Regions from separate parts of the Zea mays genome. Here region 1 is linked to region 2. A link is a contact called in public Hi-C data. All regions are on one chromosome and are shown on one strand. The core of a region is the stretch at or near the end of the contact, and the rest is flanking DNA. Distances in the headings are between cores, read along the strand shown. Region 1 holds the start of TRNAG-UCC (transfer RNA glycine (anticodon UCC)). Region 2 holds the start of LOC100502161 (jasmonate-regulated gene 21).

What was found. A called contact is a pair of places that touch in the nucleus more often than the background predicts.
Region 1: a contact with region 2 is called in a Hi-C map of ear, with 2.0 times the contacts expected there. The contact joins the enhancer-like site here to the promoter of LOC100502161 in region 2. A contact is called at or near these places in 2 of 25 Hi-C or Micro-C datasets (ear and tassel).

The regions. Positions count from the first base shown.
Region 1 is chr3:188,484,309-188,491,436 of Zm-B73-REFERENCE-NAM-5.0, forward strand. It overlaps TRNAG-UCC (transfer RNA glycine (anticodon UCC)), which reads right to left and starts at 6,384; the gene lies at 6,313-6,384. Within about 2 kb of position 3,138, at least 13 of the 20 cell types and tissues checked have an H3K27ac peak or open chromatin away from gene starts, as enhancers often do. A contact at or near this core is called in ear and tassel, where this site is marked.
Region 2 is chr3:187,949,191-187,956,638 of Zm-B73-REFERENCE-NAM-5.0, forward strand. It overlaps LOC100502161 (jasmonate-regulated gene 21), which reads right to left and starts at 2,581. Exons shown (of 4, transcript NM_001196639.1): 1 at 2,475-2,581; 2 at 1,475-2,041; 3 at 1-83. The coding sequence starts at 1,998.

The sequences.
Region 1 (7,128 bases), core at 1,888-4,387, 540 kb after region 2:
GTTTCAAGGACATGCATGCTTTGTTCCAGGCAGACTGGTAGAGGGTACTGTACTCGACTGGCCGGGTAGGACAGTAACTTATGACATGCATGTTGGCTTTCGCAGTAAAGCTAGCATACGAGTCTGGTTGGCGCTGTGAAATTATTGCGTGTCTCCGCCACGGCGTACGTGCAATAAATTTCTATATATTAAAGCAGGGAGGAATGGCGAGCTCTGAAGATATCCACGTCACCTCTAGAATTTTCAGTCGTTCGATTAGATTTGAACGACGTCTAGAACCTCTCTGCGCGTGTCGCCACAGAAACGGTCCCTGAACAGCCACGCGATGGTTCGCGACGGCAAACGAAGGCCAGGGAAGAGGGAAAAAAAAGAACAGTCCATGAAAGCGCCGGTAGATATCCCCTCCTCCCCTAGCTGAGTAAGAGTAACCACGCCGCAGCGCCCCCGTCTGGCCGTCTCCACAGCCACGAGTCCACCGCGTCCATCCTGTTCCGGCTCCTCGCTCCACCGCTCCGACCTCCGAGTCTCGCTGTCTCCGCGACCGTGAGTCTTCGCGCTGCACTGCCGCGTCCTTCAAGTCCCCGGCTCCACCGCTCCAGGCTTCGGTATTACCGACCGCGATTTGCCGCTGCTCCGCGCCGCGTCCTCAATTCGCACCACTGCATGGCTCACCGTCTGCATCTGCTTCATCCTATCGCGTACCAACTGCGAAAAAGATATGTGTGCCACTGCCATCCATATTAACTTTTCATATTAACTTTTTACGATTCGGCTGTTCCAGGTTGCAAATTAAATATGTGACTTCGGTTTTGATTTTTTTTCCTGGTCGTTTTTCCCCGTTTATAATCAAAGCTACAGGTTTTTGTGACCTTCACTTTTTTCGTATTGGTACATTCTCTCTCTGAAGTGATTAGACATGAAGAATACATACACGTGGCTTGAAAATGCTCTAGAATCTACCATTTCCATATTTTCCGTTGTGAATTTAGAGATGTCTATAAGCACATTACAGAAATTTGTTAAATCTGAACCCAACTAAAGTTCTATAGTGTCATTTGCACTTCGGTGAGTAAGGAGAAAATGGCTTACAGGAATAATAACAGGACAAGGAACATTACAGAATTATTTGACTGTCTGTATTCACTTATTCCCTTACTGCATTTTCCAATATATATTCTTTGCAAAACTTTTAGATTCCATCGATAAATGCGTATACAATAAATGCAATTTGTAATGATTATATCTACATGCATACATACATCTTCATCATGATACACGAAATATTTAGATTACTAAAACTCTGTTTGATAGCAATAATTTTTTTTAAAAAAACTGGTTTATAAAAATTAAGGAGGTTCCAAGCATACCAGTTTATGACTCAGTTTATAGAAATTAGATTCTCGGTTTTTTAAAATCAAGGAGCTGGTCTCTCTAAAAACGGGTTTTTTAAAAACTGGGTTTTCCAAATAGGGTCTAAGTTCATTACTCATATTGACTTTGGATGCTGAGAAAACAAATATATAATTGCCTTTTATAAACTATAGCAACACTGACACAGATTCATAGATCAAATGTGTTATCCTTGTATATACGTATGCATGTCAACATGTATAAACATCGATACAACTATATCAACCAAGAATCACTCAAATTGTTTAGTTGCATACTCATTACGACTTCGAATGCTAATAAACCAAGTTGTATTTTGCTTTCTTGGGTTTGTGAGTCATTCATTTGTCCAGCAGAAAATGAATGGGTGAAACCTCTTCTTTTATGCACAGCTCCTGCCTCCTATCAAGGTTGGGGTTTTTTCCTTCAGGTTTCTTCATATGAACAAGTGACTTTATAACTCTTATTTGAACATACGCCTGATGGAAGTTTCATATTTCCGCAGTTCCAATTTGCAAACTACAGGAATTGTAATTATGGGAAACACTATAAAGAGATCCTTAAGGCTTCAACTGATAGATTAAAGAAAGGGTTTCTCAATTCTATTGTTCTCAACAAGCCTGTAGAATGGATATGCTAAATGCTCTTCTTCTTTTATCAACTAATCTATTGACCTGCAGGGTTTCAAAAAAAAATCTTTTTCATTTAGCATGTAAGTTATCATTACTATTCATCCTTCCTAATTGAAATCATTTTTTTGTCCTCATAGACAATTGTAGCTCACTTTATGCACAAAGACTAACTAAGCATGGCATATGCTCTTTTATTGCTAGACACACCTTTTGCTGAGGTGTTTTTTTTTAGTTTATATATATTATAATAATTTCCTTGTTAGTTATCACAGCATACTAAAAAACTATAGAGTTCTAATTCAGTATGAAGATAGCTCGAGCAGATTTCACTGAAGGCATAAGGTAAGCTACACACAATATCAATGTAAGATAGCGTTCACACTGCTCATGTTATATTATTTACGACCTAAACTACTCTACTACTTCAAACAATTATATATGTATATATACATCTCTAAGCAATAAGATTTTGTATCTTATGTAAACACGTCAAGAAACGGGGCGCGAGCACTTTACTAGTAGGACAATGAACGAAGCAGCATGCCTGCCTGCTTGTGCACACGGTGGACTGCGACGTTCGCCCAGTCAAGTTTGGAATAGGAGATAGGGTTTTCCTGATCGAATTCGTTGCCTTCTTTTTTTGTCTAGATTTACAGCTCCTCTGAACCGTCTCTGCAACAGCTGCTGGCAGCTACTTAACTACCACTGTACGTTTCACCTCCGGGAAAAAAGAAGAAGGGACAATCTTGCCTTGCCCGTTTCACCTCCGGACAGGTGTTTAATTAGGAGGTTGGAAGGCGCGCTTGGTGCTTGATCCATGAGCTACCAGTACTACTAGAAGTTTCATTCACCAGTCAGTGACCACCGAATGCTAGCCAGTAGCCAGGCCCAGGCAATTGCAGTTGCAGGTCGGCTGGACTGTTCCTGTGCTCCGTGATGACTCATCTAGTAGTAACATGTCAAATGCATGCCCACGTGACGGTGGGTGCCCCTGCCCTCGATCGAAAGTGGAAAGGCTGCACGCTGCAAAGGCTGCCTGGAGCCTTGGACCTCACGCACCTCACCTATTAGCATACACGCGGCGCACCATCGCCGTGAAATTATTTGGTGGCGACTACGACTAGTACCCCCCGTCCAACCAAAACCTGGCGCGACCATGTGCATGCGCAGACATCCTGTGCTACTGACCTATACTGTTGCCGCTACCACCGACTCGGACAATGACCTAATCTAGCGCGGACCATAGGCTGGTCGGCCTGATCAGTCGATATGAGCACTCAGCAGACAAGGAAATTAGCGAGCGGGTTACGGTTTTCGCACCACAATGTCAGCACGGGAGTCGTGCCCGTGTCTTGCAACCGTTTAATTAAGCATGTAGCTGACCATAACATGAATGAGAACGAAAATTTTAACGATCTATCATGTGACAGGGTTTAGTACGTCCCTTCAATTAGAGGCTTCTTGAATTGTGAGCGATAATTACCTCTTCGTAACTTGAGCTCGATTCTTTATTCCTGGCTTTCTTTGAGTTTTACATCTATCTTCTAATGTGAACCAAGCTTTCAATTCCTTTAATAAACCAACTAGGGGTGGGCACTTTTTACCATAAACCGAAAACCAAACCGTACCGAACCGAACCGAAATTTCAGTTTTTTCAGTAGTTCGGTTCGGTTTCGGTTTTTGTATCTAATAAGTTCGGTTTTCGGTATCGTAATCGGTTTTCACCGTATACCAAACCGAAATACCAAAAAAACCGAATACCAAACTTTATCAATTATCAAATTTGACTATTTAATTATGTGAACTAAATATGTGATACAATTAAATTGTTATTCACTTATTTCTATGTGATTTATGATGTATTTCTAAATATTTGTACCTATAAATTTTTTATTTTTTAAAATTATGTGTAATCTATCATGTAAACTTGTTGTATGTATTGTCTTGAGTATAAGTTTGGTATTCGGTTTTTACCGAAAAACCGAAGTAAAAAACCGAAACCGAACTTCTCGGTTTTCATTTTCTAGAAAACCGATCGATTTCTAATGTCTGTAAAACCGAAGTTTTTTAAAACCGAAAAACCGAACCGAAGTTTAGAAAAAACCGAATGCCCAGCCCTAAAACCAACTCATAGGATGCATGGCTGAATACAAACTTGCTTCATCTTAAATAAAGTTCTTCGTTTGAAGTCCACAAAGGAAACTCAATTCATCTATATTGCTTGTTGTGGATGATCAATTTCAATTACAATCAGACTTCTCCTTCATAACCAACAACCAATATATGCCCTCGACTGCTTCCTCTTCCTAAGTGGCTACACAAGATACATAATGAGTAAAATTTGAAAGCACCATGCACTTAAGATTTAGTTGTTACCACCCCCTCATTAATACGACGCGGTCTCATCATCTTCACTTTGCTCATCGTCATGTGGTAGGCTTTGTCCACAAATTGGAGTGTTGTCAAGTGCTGTTCTTTGTGGAGTGGATGTGACTTCAGGAGCCTCTTCTTCAATAACCTTTTGCTTGATTGCCTCACAAAATGGATCCTCATTTCCTGCAACATTAACAAGATCTTTGGAAACATGATTATACCTTCGGATGCTTTTACAGGGCATGTGACAATGGCAAATGCAAATTCCACAAATAGCCGACCTTTTTAGCGGTCATATTGTTTATATATTTATAGGACTGAGATTCCTTATTATCTTGTGTGAAGTTATATTTTTGCCCCTCACGTTTACATACTATTGATTCACATTTAGAGATGTACATTTCTGAGTTTTCACTATGCAAACATGCCACACACATCTCTCAGTCGAGGCCTTCTTTGGGCATCGCTTCCGATTAAGGTTTTCGCTTTCATCATCAAAGCTCCACTTACATCACTCTTTCCTTTATCTACTCTCAACTCGTTTTTGGCTAGCTAAAGCAGTCTAACGAGGATTTAGTGGATGAAGGTTGAAGTACTTTGGATCTTTTCAATCTCCTTGACATGAAATAAAGACTATAAACAACATTTGTTACCTTACACCTTTGGTAGGAGACCTTGTTCTCAATAGTGGATCTGAACATTAAAGATGAAGGTGAATTATAGAGAGAACAGAGGACATTTAATCCTAATGCGTTAGTTTCGTGTCTTAGTTGTTAGATCTAAACTTCCAAAGTACAAATCCATAAATGTAACATGCTTGTTTGTATTGCTTTTGATCTAGGGCCCGTTTGGAAGCACCACAATTTCTAAGAAACAATTGGTTTCTATTCCCAGTTTCTAGAAACTGATTTATGGGAAAAAAATTTGGGTGTGCGTGTTTGGAACCTAGTTTCCTGAAAACCAGTTTCTAGCTTTTTCGATACACAAAGACAAGTCTACCCTTGCTCTATTTTCAAAGTAATTGATTCCATTGTTCCCTTCATTTTTCTCTGATGCCAATTTTAAATATAGATTAAACTCTTTTTAAATTTAAGATTTTCATATAATAATTAAACATTCAAATAGGACAAAGCAAGCATCATGGGGATCGTATGCATAGGTCTAAGAGCGGTGGTAATCTCCATAATTTCCACCAAATCAATTAAGGGTGGTACGTAATTTGCCAGGCAAAAATTGGTTTTAGCTAGAGAAGGTTAGCTTATTGGTTTCTTAGAAATTGGGAATCTAGTTTCTGAAAACTGAAGCATAAACTGGTCTATTTGAAAATAACTCAATTTCTATAAACCAATTTCTCAAAGATTTGTTGCTTCCAAACCGGACCTTAGAAAATATAAGATGAGTCGTTTTATTTTTTATATTAACTTTGCTAGATATATCAAATCTGATTTAAATAAATTAAAGTGGTTTACAATTTGGAATGGGAGGTGTATTTTTTATTCAATATAATTTGACTTTCAATTTCTATATTAAAGTAACATTTCTGTTATCGTTTTTGGAAGGGGAATGACAGAGCTTGTGACAAAGTGGCAGACAGCTCCACCATTTTGCAGAAGTTTGAGTTTGTTTGATTAGTAACATTCACTTCTAACGGAACAAACCTTAAACTGGGCCTAAAAGTCATATACGTCACAGGCCCACAGCATCGATACCTACCGACCGTTTGCCGATGTGACAGAACAGACAAAAAGAACATGTGAAGCTTGGTTTTTATCTTTGAACAGGTTGAAATTTAACTACTTTATCTACACATCACCAAATGCATCTAAATCAAAATGGAAACTGGCGGATATATAGCTCCTCACACCTTCATATTCGTACAGAGGTTAGCTAAGCAAAAAAAATAAAAAAACAACAAAATTGCGTCTGCCGGGAGTCGAACCCGGGTCTATTGCTTGGAAGGCAATTATCCTAACCGTTGGACTACAGACGCTGCTGTGGTAATTTTATTCAGTTTATGTATTTATCACATGTTTCAGTACAATAACTTATGAAACCAACTTGTTATTATAGTATTAGTGGACTCCAATTGCTTGTCAAAGCGTTTCGCATGGGACTTACGAAAACTAACACTGTCTAAACTCCTAGAATAGAGATTAGGTCATGACACGCTCTTTTCTATCCCAATCTCTGTTACATATATGCTGCGGAATATGACAATTTGGGTCATAGTCGTCTGTGCCCAAGACTACATTTGAGTTAGCCGAGCATTTCATGGAGTGCGAGTTCTCAAACGTACCGTTTCTACAAGACGTACGATGCATAAAACCGAGTTTTTTCTACTAAAATTGCACCTTTTATTTGCGTTGGACTTTCATTTTTTTTTTCAATAATACGTTTCTCATCCTTGCAGATGCGACACCGCTCTGACTCACACTTGTTGCAAGGACCGGCATGTGGTTGAAGCAAATGAAAGAGGATGCTGGCGGGATCCCTGCCTAGCTGCACGGGCAGAGCAGCCTTCTGTCAGCCAAGGCAGCACTAGCAACAGAACAGAAACTTGTAAGGGTGCCTCCAGCAAGAGACGATAAAAGAGCTTGTACGCTAAATATACCAGATCTGAACGTTCGCTACGACTCTAGCAAGAAACGCTAAAGCCTCCGCTAAAACATAGCGTGCGCTTCTCGTCCGCCAAATGTGGCGGTCTAGCGATCGCTCCCTATGCACTGTTCGCTCT
Region 2 (7,448 bases), core at 1,331-3,830:
CCAGCCCTAGGCTCACTGACATCACCCGCATCAGCAGCTCGCACAGCCGCACCACCTCGCGTCCGTACTCCTCGGACACCTCCCTGTATATAGCATATATACACGCACATGATGTATACACATCAATACAGTACATGAGCCGCTAGCTACTAGCTATACTGTTGTACGTACGTGCATGTCAGTAACTAACAGTAATCTTGTCCTTCGACCACGTGTATGTGCCGGTTTTTTACTGCAGCAACGGGCAGTCCCAGCACAGCCAATTTGGCACCTGGCATGCATGCAGGAGTAGAAGCGTGCTAGGAACGAGGTCTACAACGACAGGGACACCCCTTTTATGATTTAGCAGCAGCACGTCCCGGTGCCGTGCTACTCGCCTACCCCCATAGCTTTGGAATTCTTGACCAGCTGCATGCGTTGCGCTGTGGCTCTCTAGGCATTTTGCATGCATGAAAGCACCATGGACCTACTTTCCATTTTTCATGCACGTGTTGTATTTGGACGCTGAGTCATTGCTACGGCGGGACTTGTTTTCTATGGAGTACTTAAAAGTGTTATCTATGCATTTTAGGCCGGCTCCACCCAATGACTAGGGAACAAGATGTAATGGTTGCTGGAGAAGTACGGCATGCATGGGCAGGGACAGTTACGTTAATCTATTTCCTAACAGTCAGTGCACTGTCGTTCTCTCTGGTAAAACATCATTAATCCTAAATATGTGTTCATTAAGGATAGAACAATTAAATATAGCTGTGTAGTTTTCGCAGTATGTCACTGATAAAAAACATTTTTTTGCCAAGGACATCCTTTTTCTACACACTCTTGTTTAAACATATTGTATTTAATATATACACAAAAAACAAAGCCATATAATCATATGAACTATATATAGCATCATCTAAAATGTTGAACTGTGAAACTTTGAGATTCACTTTTTCTTCCATATAGGCATATGCCCAAACAGAAGAAAAGGTGAATCTCAAAGCTTGCAGGGTTCAATCAAACTCAAGCTAGCCCACTCTTCCTAGGGGCCGGGGGGTCTATGTAGCAGCACCTTATATAGTACTCCTACACATAATTAATGAAAGTTTCATAAGAACAGTTCAATTCTCCTCGATAGCCAGAAATTATTTCATGCATGTGTTCCAAACGGGATGGAATCGGAGCTAGCCTCGTGTTGATTACCTAGTACATAACAACATCGCCACAGCTCTAAATGCATGCACATGCATGATGGGAAGGCACGCTAAAATTTGTTGCAGCCCGGCTGCAAACCAGGCTATTTGCAGCCCCTCACAAAAAGGTGGATAGGCCCCACCTGCAGGTCCACCAGATAACGTTTTAGTTGTATTATTTACCTGCGGGTGGGACCTATCCTCCTTTTTGTGAGGGGCTGCAAACAGCCTGGTTTGCAGCCGGACTGCAACAAATTTTTTTCCAAGAAGAAGGGTACGAAATTTGGAAGTGGGCGTACTTGCAGTTGCCGGGCACGGCCGGCCAGAACTTGGGCGTGCTCTTGGCCGCCTCCGGCGCGAGGTGGAGGAAGAAGTAGTCGCCCCAGTCGAGGGCGGCGCCCTTCTGGACGCCGAGGCGGCTGCCGTAGCCCTCGTACGTGCGGGGCGAGTTGGCGTAGCGCTGCCTCTCCGCGAGCGGGCGGCGGAAGAAGCCGCGCCAGGCCTCCCGCGCCGCGCGCAACAGCTCGGGGCGCACCCCGTGGCCGACCACCTGGAAGAAGCCCCACTCCCGGCACGCGGCGGCGACGGCCTCGGTGACGGCGGCGCCGCCGTCCGCCGCCAGCAGCGCGCCGAGATCGACGACCGGAATGCTCATGTCCGAGGGCTCCGTGGTCTCCTGGACTGTCGTTGCCGCCGCCGGGGACACGGCGGGGCGGTCGCACGGCGGCTTGACGTAGCAGCGCGGGATGACGGACAGGCCGCTCTCGGCCAGCGCCTGCACGCGGACGACGGGCTCCGGCCACTCCTGCATGCAGTCCGCCATCTGTGTGTATCTATATCGTCCCTTCCCTGCCGCCGCGCGCAGCCTATATGCATGCAAACAGTGAAAAGAATTAACGATCGGCGCATGCTGCTGAGAGCGAGGAAGAAGTGCATACTGCCATACTGGGTTCTGGGTCCTATACGACGTACAGTACGTGGGAAACTAGGTGACTACGGCATATGCATTCAACGCGCGAAAAAGGTGGGGGAAAACACGAGGAGGGGATCGGTCTCCGATCTTGCTCGGGAATTAAATGGAGCGCGACATGGCACGAGATGGGATCATGGGAATGCCGGTGTGGCGACTGACGACGACGACAACGACTCATGCACATGCAGTGTGGAGATGATGAGGGTGAGGTATGGACGACGCGTGCTGTGCCAATCAAAACACGTTTGATCAAGCTGATGATGAGCTTGATTCGCTAGAATACCAGCGAGAGTAGAGAGAACGTACTACAAGGGAACGTTACGTACTGGGTCAATTAGCTAGCTAGACCTCGAGTAGTTCTTGAAGAGAGAGTGAGAGAAAGAGGTGGACGGCTGAGCCTGCGGTGTGCTTGGGCCGGCCCCTTGATGCTTTGGATGGCTTAATTAGCTAGTGAGATCGAGACCCAACAGGGGTATATATAGTCAGAGATGGAAAGAGACGTTTACGAGAGAAAAAAAACAATGCCAGCGATCGAGCTGCTGGTAGGTGGTAGCTCTGCTTTGTTCGGTCCTCTGGGCGGACATGCTCGCCTGGTCTGGTTGTCGATCCGCGCGGCCGCGGGGACCGGGGGGCGAGCGGCGAGAGCGACGCACACAGCTGACGGCTGGGCACCGCGGGGGACCAAAAGCCAAAAAGGGTTGAAACGTGTTTTTTGTGCGTTATTATTGTTTTGTTTGTGCCGGATCGGCTGTGGCTGATGCTGACCACTGGATGGGCAGCTGGACTGGGTTGTAAACGTACTACTACTAGACCCTGTTTGTTTTGGCTTCTGGCAGCTTCTGGCCACCAAAAGCTGCTGCGAACTGCCAAACGCTCAGCTTTTCAGTCAGCTTCTATAAAATTCGTTGGGGCAAAAACCATCCAAAATCAACATAAACATATAATCGGTTGAGTCGTTGTAATAGTAGGAATCCGTCACTTTCTAGATCCTAAGCCCTATGAATAACTTTATCTTCCTCCACACGTAATCGTAATGATACTCAGATTCTCCCTACAGCCAGATTCTCCCCACAGCCAGATTCTCAGAAAAGCTGGTCAGAAAAAAGCTGAACCAAACAGGCACCTATTAGCCTCTCGTCCGGTCCGACCGATTTTAATTTAATCCTTTTTTTCCAGAAAAAAATCACATTTATATCCTTGCTAGTCAAAATCTTGATTCTGGACCATAGAGGTTGGCGTCAAATGCAGCTATAGAGTCGAGCTAAAATAGTTTGGTGTCATAGACAACAACGTCGATGTTGTCATGTTGTATATATTTGTGTTCGGTGTGTTCCCGTTGTTGATGCTATGACACTGACGAGGCACCCACCTTGGCTCCACAAATCTTACGAAGGTCAGACATCTTTAGAACTTGTTCCGTTATGAGTGAATTGAGAGGGATTAAATCCTAAGGATTTATGTTTGGTTATGGATGGATTGAGAGTGATTGGAGACATAAATCCTCAAGATTTAATCCCCCTCAATCCACCCATAACTGAACAAGCTATTAGTGTGGCCATTACCTCCATAGTCATTGTCTCCCTTGCTTTGTATATGCCACTTCCATCCAAAAACACACCCTCTCCCGCCGTCCTTCGGACCCACGCATACACCAACAACCCTCTCCGCCACCGAAGTCCCACCGTCCTTCGGACCCACGCATACACCAACAACCCTCTCCGCCATCGCAGTCCCGCCGTCCTTCGGGCCCACACATACACTAACAGTCCTCTCCGCCACCGCAACGCTCGTTTCCACCACGATCGTGAACGGACATCTCCCGACGTTCCAAAGAAGTATTGTGGCCAGCTGCTGTCGGGTATATATATCCACTGGGTCCTCGCGACCCAGATTCAGTCTGTGGACCGTTATAGTACCTCAGTGGGCTAGAGAGATAAACCTCGAAGACTGATTAGTCGAACTCGGCCAAAGGATGATGCAGAACTCGAATACGTGGGTGTGAAGGCATCGTAACCAACTCCCGTGCATGCATAAGACAAGATAAGCCGGATAGAGATTCACACACTTGCGAATTAGTCTGAGTCAACTCCTTAGATGAAGGCATAGCAATAGCGATCTACTTAACCATGTAAACCCTAATTCTGTCGGATATAAGGTGGGTTAGGGATCCCTACAAAACAATTGGATCCTCGATTAGGCATAGCTAGAGCATAGTTCTCGTCAACTCTATAACCTTAGACCCCAAGAGCAATTCCATCTCAACAGCACACATGATGTATGGTATTACGCTTCTTAGTGGCCCAAACCTGTATAGATCCTCGATCGTGTTCTATCGTGCTTAGCACGAACCATCGAGCTACCGTCGACTTCGCCGACCACAAAATCACTCTATGGTATATCTCATAGTGTGTTGTTAGTGCTAAACACCGATAGTTGTCGCCTTGCATCTCCGTACTTGCGTCCTCTCCACCGTGCTTCCCCACACACTCGTGTAGAATTTTTAAAGTACATAATTTGCATACTAGTGAGTTTAACTAGTAACAATTAGCATTCAGGGAAGACCATTCCCTGACTCGGGAGACTGACTTCAGGACCCACCATGGAGAGAATAATACTCCCGAGGATGTGGCCTCAGGACCTCCTTTGGCCAACAACTAGGAGGGCCTCATCTATGTGTAGGTTTATGCGGGGGCATCCTTTAAATTAATTCTTCAAAACTTTATCCCGTGGCATACAAACATAAGCCACCGAGTCCCCTTGTGCCAAGCAAACTAGGGCACCTAATGGTATAAGCCCTCGGCGGCCCTCACGCCTAGAGCACCTTTTTTTGAAAGACCAGGAGGGGGGTCCCCTACTGTAAATGCCCTAGAGCTAGAGATGGCAATGGGTACCCGAAACCCGAATACCCGACGGGTTTTACCCGATATGAAGGCGGGTACGGGATGATTTCTCTACCCGCGGGTATGTTAATGGGTAAAAACCTCTACCCGTTGGGTAGACGGGTACGGGTATGGGTTGGTACTACCCATACCCGTCTACCCGTGGGTAAAATATACCCGCATCAATAGCACTATAAACATCTAATAGAGTCCAACTTAGCTAGAATAAAACCCTTCTCTAGTTATCATTTGTCTAGATACCAAGTTATGTAATCATATGATTTGTTATATGTAAAATTGAAGTTGTTTTTATATGTTTATTTAATATTTTGAGTGATTGGTATATTGGAATTTAATTCTTTCCTAGCGGGTACGGGTTACCCGACGGGTAAAAATACCCGCGCGGGTACGGGTATGGGTAAGATTTTATACCCGCGAGTATATATGGGTAACCCGACGGGTAGAATTTTTTTTGATGGGTACGGGTATGGAATGGTACTACCCGACGGGTATGTACCCGTTGCCATCCCTACCTAGAGCACCTTATGGTGTAAGCTCTCGAGGTCCCCCCACACCCCAAGGAACCTAACATAATGTAAGCCCTAGGTCCTCTCGGACTTCGAGGTAGTATGAAGTATGCCTAGTGTAAGGCTAACCTCTAAATGCCCTTCAACGCTTAAGGACCCCCTAGAGGAGTTGAGGACTGAGGCTAGCTAAACCTGATTCTCTCTTAGGACAAAAAATGTGGCGATCCCACTAGAGGTAGTAGGGCCTTGTGGTATGGACCCTACATCTAAGACCTTGAAAACTATCCCTTGGCAATAGCTTAATGGATAAGTCTAAGGTACATCGCACTAAATGAGCTGTGGGTGACATTACGGGCCTGACTTAATATACTGGCACATGACTTAGGTTACAAGGAATTTGAGGCTGATACGTGGTGGTAGTGTTGGTCGTGCGCACATGTGGAGTAACCTAAAATGTAGAAATGTATAAGGGGCTTATATTTAGTGGCGAAGCCACATTGATGTTCCCTGGTTTCGCCACGTTGATGTTCCCTGGTGCACAGGCACCAGGGTAAAGTAATTTTTGTCAATATTTTTCTTAAATCTGTTGTGTATTTCTTTTTGAAATGTACATTTTCCTTTGTGTTTGATAGAGTGTGCACCAGGGTAGTTTTTATGCTGGCTTCGCCCATGGCTATATTGGCCACTTATCACCATAAGTCAACTGACCCTAACTCCCGTGTCTGGAGGCATAGGTAATTAGCCCTTCTCCTATAACCAGTAAAGTTTTACAACCAGTTTATGTCTATAATACATGTGACAGGGTGCTAAAAATGTATTGCATGCTGTATTTGTGTTGGCAAATCAAATAATTGCAAAAAATGTGGTACAATTACACGTTGTGGTCACGAATCAAGCATGATATAGTATGTACCGGTCTGTTTGATTCAACTGTAGATTTCTGAAAATCCGATTCTAGTTGTGAGCTGTGAAAACTGAGAAACCTTATGTGAGCTGACAATTGCGATCAACCGAAAATTATTTGGTTGAAATAACTGTCAACTATAGATTGTATAAGATCATGACATCTTGTAACATGGATGTTAAAAATCTAGAAAAAATATGGTATGACCATATGAAGTGATTCTAAATTGAATTAGAAGAACCTATTCTGTTGTTGTAGCCGTTTGTTTGAGATTCTAGATCTTTTGCCGTGAATCTGGCTGAACCGAACACACTCGTAGTGTCTATACAGATCATCGTTAGTCATAGAAACTTTCTGCACTGGCTGCTACATGGGCAGAGTGACCTTACTGTACAGATCATCATTAGTTGGTGTTATGGAGTGACGACCAAAACATAAATTAAAGTTGGTCTCTTAGGATGTGTTTGGTTGCAATGATAGAACGAGATGAGATGGGATTTTCCCTCAAATAAGGTTGTTTGGTTCAGTATCAGGGGTTGGGATAGAACTATCCCAGTGTTGTCTCCAATTATCCCTCAAGATTGAAGGAACAAGACAGGACGTCAGAGGACGTCCCTCTCCTAGATGTACCGCAACCAAACACACCCTTAATTAGCCGATGGCGACATCATAGTGGGAGTAGTGCAAAGCGGCGCCAAGTGTTGACCAACTTAATGACAAATGCCCGCAACACGCTGTGGTGGGATTTATCCGTTTATGATAAAAGAACAAGTGAAATTTTGGGACAAACGACGGACATCAGGCAGAAGGGTGGAGAAAAAGCAGGAACAACACAGTCAGCGTTTCGACCCTGGGGGGTCCCTGGACCGACGAGTAAATTGTCGTCGCGTGCCCCAGCCCAGATGGGTCGGCGCGAGACGGAGCGCGAAGGGGGAGACAGGCGTAAAAGGGGAAACCCACGGCCTTCGTGTTTGTCCCGCGCCCAGGTCG